2 separate regions of the Sus scrofa genome follow, and region 1 is linked to region 2. Evidence: chromatin contacts called from public Hi-C data. All regions are on one chromosome and are shown on one strand. The core of a region is the stretch at or near the end of the contact, and the rest is flanking DNA. Distances in the headings are between cores, read along the strand shown.

Region 1 (2,700 bases), core at 57-2,556, 490 kb after region 2:
AGTGACAACACCAGATCCTTAACCCACTGTGCCACAAGGGAACTCCTTTCTCTTCTTGTTTTAGACATTATACTTCTACGCCTAAAACTGTCCTCCCGTTTTTAGCAGCTATATCACCCTGTTCATGAATCATTTACTCATACCTGTGTGGTATAATTCAGTGCCATATCATTCATATCATTCAATCCTATGACCTTTTTTTCCACTCACGGAATTACACTGGCAAGCAGTTAAGTGAGATGTCTGTCCAGAGGGTTCTCTATGAAAGAAGTTTTCATTAATCTGCAAGCTTAGCCATACACATTTTAAAGCTGCTGTGCACCATCTTCCAGAGACCAAAGCGTCAGATCTGAGTTTCCCAACAGCTCTTCCTGGGCTGGAGTCATCTACTATGCAAAGCCAACTCATTACTTCCTTGTATCTGGGCATCATCAGTCTATTTTCTGACCTTTCGCCCTCAACATCCTCAAATTCCTCTGAAGACAAAGCAGTGGTCATTTTTGTCAGATGTAAAAACCACACACAGCACGTGCACGGGATGCTGTGATGTTCAAATATGCAAAAACTTGAACATTTAGAGATCTCTTAATCCCTGCTGTTGCATAATGGGCCTTGATAAAAACAGAACCTAAGAAGAAGCCCTCCCATATTTGTCGCTTTGGGGACAGAGGGTTCTTAGTCAGGAATGGGATGCCAGCAACACCGGATCACCTCACACAACCCCGACGAAGAAGCCAAGGGAGGCGGCTCCCCCAGGAGTGACAGCGCTGGCCGGCACTCCTAGAACCCCCTCACCTCTCTTGTCCAGAAGCCACATGAATGCGAAGCAGGGCAGGAAGCCGATGGGCCCCCACAGCACTAGGAGCGCGATGTCCCAGCTGGAGAAACCATAGGCCTGCCGCGCCGAGTTCTGGATGGGGCCCCAGGTGTTCCAGACCAGGCCCTGAGCGAACCCCAGCAGCGAAAAGAGCAGTAGCACCAGCCAGCGGCGCCCGTACACTCGCCCGGGACTCGGGGCGGCCGCGGGCAGCGCCTCCGCCGCCTCCCGGCTTCTCCAAGCAGCTCCCGGCGCAGGCCCGAGGCCGGGCCCTAGAAGCGGTTGCCGCTCCTCCTCGCTACTCCAGCTCGAGCCCATTACAACGCGCGGCCCGCGGGGCCCCTGCCCGGCGCGGTCCCGGTGGCCGCCGACCAGCCCCGCGCGGATACTACGGGAGGAGGCGGCGGCCGAGGTTGCTTTGGTCGCCCTCGGCCTCCCGGCCGCGTCGGTGCGCCTGCGCTGAGCAAGCCGGTCCCGGTCGGGGAGGCGGGGCAGCTGTGACCTGCTGGGAGAAGGCTGCGGTGCGCTGCCCCGGCCGTCTCCGCGCCGGGTAGTGGAGAGGAAATCTAGCCGAGGGAGCGAGTGGAGCCGGCGTCTCAGAGCAGGCACCGGGAAGATTGGAAAGGCAGGAGGAGCGCGGCTGAGCCAGGGGAAAAAGAACCCCCCCGCCCCGCGCCCCCGGAGACGCTGTAATTGAGGTTGGGCGAGGAAGCCGGGATTGCGGGAGGAAGTGTCCAAGTTTACGTCATGTGCCTAATAAGCAACTCAGGGACCTCCGGTCACTTAGGCTAATGTTTGCTTCTAAATTGGGTTTATCCCAATTTTTGTTGGGCTTATAACTTCAAAAATTAGAGGGGGAGATAGGATAAGATTGAGGCATAGTAGGGACCCAGAGGATTGCCGCAATGAAAATCATTTTTTTTATGCACAAAAAAATACTGCCTAGTTTGATCAGATATCTTTTTGTGATTTACATACCCAATGAGGACATTATAAACTAGTAAATTTCGTTCATATATATGATACAGATCTCTTTCTACTCTTTTGGCTGGCATTAGTAGGCGAGCAATAAAGATATGGTGATTAAAGCGGGAAAATTTCTGCCCGCAAACGCCCTAGGTGAAGAATAAACGAAAAGAGTGGAGGTTGTTGATCTCCTGCTCTAGAGTCTGGTTGTTTATTTTGATACCTAAATACAAAAGCCTGACAGCTGTGGGGTTAGTGTCTGAAAACCTGAAGTCAAGCGATTTGGGTTGTTTGGGTTGGTAATGAGCCACGGAGAACGCAATTAAATACAATTGCCGGAGATTCGCATTCCCCGGCAGCCACGAAAACCAGGTGGAGTCGTGTTATTGCCAGAAGGGCAAGAGAGGTGGGACGAGAAGGGAAAAAGAAGCTGAGCAATCCTGGTATCCAAGTCAGAGCGACTGCAGAGTAAGCAAGCGCAGAACCACACTCCACTGCCCCGAGCCCCAGGAAGAAAGCACACCATCCCCTAAAACTCCAATACCGTTGGGAGGAGGAAAGCCTCAAGGCGAAAAGGAAGGCCTTGACTGGAAAACGAGGAGAAACGCAGCCTTGGGAAGACTACACTGAAAGAAGACTGCGGTCTGAGGGAGGTAAAAAGCACCACAAAGGAGAGACCATGTGCTTGCGTTTGTAGCACCTGAGAACCAAAACAAACCTGCGTGGCTCCGCCCAGTGCCCGTCACGTGACTTTCACGCGCGTGCAGCTCCCGGAAGAGCCCGGTAGCAACCCAGACAACTGCTTCCTGTGCTGCGGCTTCAGATCCCGGGTTTTGGCCTTTCTGGGACCCCGGTCCGCCTTCAGTTCACTTTTGGGTTCGGGAGGAGCCCGGTAATGCTGGCCATGGCAGCAGGTC
Region 2 (2,700 bases), core at 105-2,604:
ACAGTCACCCCCTAGGCTCCGTTCATACATCAGTACAAAATATACTTAGATTTTTAAAGACTCACTCATGCACACAAACACATACAAAGCAATAAACCAACATCATGGTTCTCAACACAGGAAATGCTCAGATGTCCCTTAAGTTAGTGCATGGTCACAGATGTCAGATTCAAACACTCAGCTACAACCCAGAAACTGCAGATATTGTTTTCAATATAGGCTCATTCTTTAATATCTTAGCAGTAAGCAAATGCAAGTAACCTGAAATGTGATTCAGAGAGTTTAAAACAAAACAAAACAAAAAATTGGCTGTTCCACCTGTTAGCTGGGATCCCAACATCTCCCGCCTGGTGGCTGACACTTTAGCCCTGGGCTTTGCCTTTGCAGCAGAGGCATGGGAGGAAATGGTTCTCAAGCTCTCCCACTTCCCCAGGTGGATGATCCAGGAAACTAAGAAGGAGAAAAGGCCAAAGCTGTTTTCACTGGCAGAGAGATTAACGCCGGCTGGGTTTCAGCCTCCTATTTCGGTTCTTCCACCTGCCAAGGCAATTGCTCGGATCTCCTTTATGCCACATCGTTTCGCAAAGTGCCATTAACAGGGCCTTAAAAGTTGCCATGAGCCAACATGGCCAAATTTCTGGATTCAGTGCTCATTCAATGTCACAAAAGGTAAAGAAAGTAAGCCACGAGTTCAAATTCCACCTTGCCTAAAAGAAATAGGAAATGTCATGTCGAGCTCTCAGGGTCACCTAAACAGCCCAGGAAGATCCCCGGGTTTCTGAATGCCCACCTCCCGGCCCCCCTACAGCTGGCAGCCCATAGCGACTTTCTCTCCTCCTCGGGCCCCCTGCCCAAGCTGCCCCATACACCCGCGGGTCAGCCAAAGGGCAACCGCCGTCCACGCGGGCCCACGCATCCCTCAAGCTGCAGGGGACGAAGGTCCCGAGATCCCGACCCTCCAAAGCTCTGCGGCTCGGACGACTCCTGGCTCCCGCCCACACTCCACAAGCCTAGTCCTCGCCGGGGGTCAGTAAGCCTGTGTTCCCGAGGGCGAGGGCCGGGGCTGTGACAGGCGACGAGGAGAGCGAAGGGGCGGCGGGCCGTCAGGGGTTCGAGCGACCCTGAGAAGGAAGAAACAAGGACTGGGAGGGGCACGGCAGTACCTGTCGAGCCGGGACCCGCCGCTCCGAGTGACGCGACCCGCACTGCATTGTGGGGCCGGGGAGTGGCCTTTCCGCGGGGCAGTCCCGCGTGCAACGTGGCTGGCGCCCGGCGAGATCAAGCCCCGCCTTCGTTCCTTGAGCTTGCCCAGGCCAATCAGGTTCTGGGGCAAGGACACACTGACCCGCCCCCTCCAGGGCAGATTGGCAGCTTTTCAAGCTCCTGCGCCTAAGGAGCGTAAACTCAATTTAGATTAGGCTGTCCCTCACGAGTAAGGCTGATCTCTCCCACCTGCTACCTGTATCTGCAGGCAATTCGTTTTTCACGCGGCCCTACAGCAAACACCGAAGGAACAGCAGCGAAATCCCCCTGTGAGTGAATAAAAACGCCACACAGGAGCAGGAACCTAACCTTGGCAAAGAAGTGCCAGATACTGTTTCTGCGGCCCCTTCTAACTTTTGCATCAGTCATGCATTATTAAACAAGCACTGCGTACCACGTGCCGAGCGCGGTATTAAGCATTGCGTTCCAGAAGTGAACTTAACACGATGGAATCTAAAGTGTGATAGGAGCAAGAGATGTTAAAGCACAAATCTTTCCGTAATTATAAATTGTAATCAGTTCTACGAAGGAAAATTAGTGGGAGCGGTGATAGATTAATCAGGATTGTCAGGGAAGAGCGCTTTGAAGAAGTGCCTTTTAAGCTTCCGGGCATATGAAAGAGCCTTAAAGAGTGTTGCAGGTGGGGAACATTATGTTTGAGGCTGTTGCGGCAGGAAAGACCTTGATGTGTTCCAGGAACTGAAAGGAAGTCAGTATGTTTGAGGTGTAGGGTGTAAACCTGAGCCGAGTTGAGGCAGAGGCCAAACCATGCGGGCTCTTATTGGCCACATTATAGATTTTAGACTGTATTTTGGAACATATCCTAAGGTCAATGGGCAGCCAAGAGAGTGTTAAGTGGGATATGATTTACATATTTAAAAGCTCACTTACACTGTTTATGGGGAACAGTTTGGAAGAGGGCAAAGGGGGTTGCTAGAAGTTCATTTCTAATGCAGTTATATTAGTCAAGGCCAGAGATGATCATAGCTTAAACTAGGGTGATGGCAGTATAGACAGAAAGAATTGGATAATTTTGAGACATGTATAAATTAGAGGTGGAACCCAAGAGATTTAATAATGGATTGGTTTGCAGGGAAGGATAAAGAAAAGAAGAGCATTAAGGATGACTCTATAAGTAACTAGATAAATTAAAAAGCCATTTACTGATTCAGGGAACATAGAAGGAGGAGCAAATAGTTTTGGATATGTGAAGTTTGAGATGCTCATAAATGGAGATGTCAGACAGATTTGGATATGTGTCTGGTGTTCAGAAGAAATGTCTGGACTACTTATATAACTTCAGTGATTATTGGGTAGATCAACCTAGCAATTCCACCACTAGCTCTATATGCAACAGAAATGTACTCATATGTTCATCAAAAGAATATATAAGAATGTTCAGAGAGTTCCTATTGTAGTGCAGTGGAAACGAATCTG

What was found. A called contact is a pair of places that touch in the nucleus more often than the background predicts.
Region 1: a Hi-C map of liver shows a contact between it and region 2, with 4 times the contacts expected there. The contact joins the promoter of HSPBAP1 here to the promoter of SEC22A in region 2. A contact is called at or near these places in 4 of 47 Hi-C or Micro-C datasets (heart right ventricle, liver and skeletal muscle).

Annotation. Positions count from the first base shown.
Region 1 is chr13:137,737,838-137,740,537 of Sscrofa11.1, forward strand. HSPBAP1 (HSPB1-associated protein 1) reads left to right here and starts at 1,307. Exons shown (of 8, transcript XM_003132636.4): 1 at 1,307-2,700. The coding sequence starts at 2,679. It overlaps DIRC2 (disrupted in renal carcinoma protein 2), which reads right to left and starts at 1,277. Exons shown (of 9, transcript XM_013982378.2): 1 at 796-1,277. The coding sequence starts at 1,135.
Region 2 is chr13:137,249,344-137,252,043 of Sscrofa11.1, forward strand. SEC22A (vesicle-trafficking protein SEC22a) reads right to left here and starts at 1,355. Exons shown (of 7, transcript XM_021070245.1): 1 at 1,164-1,355.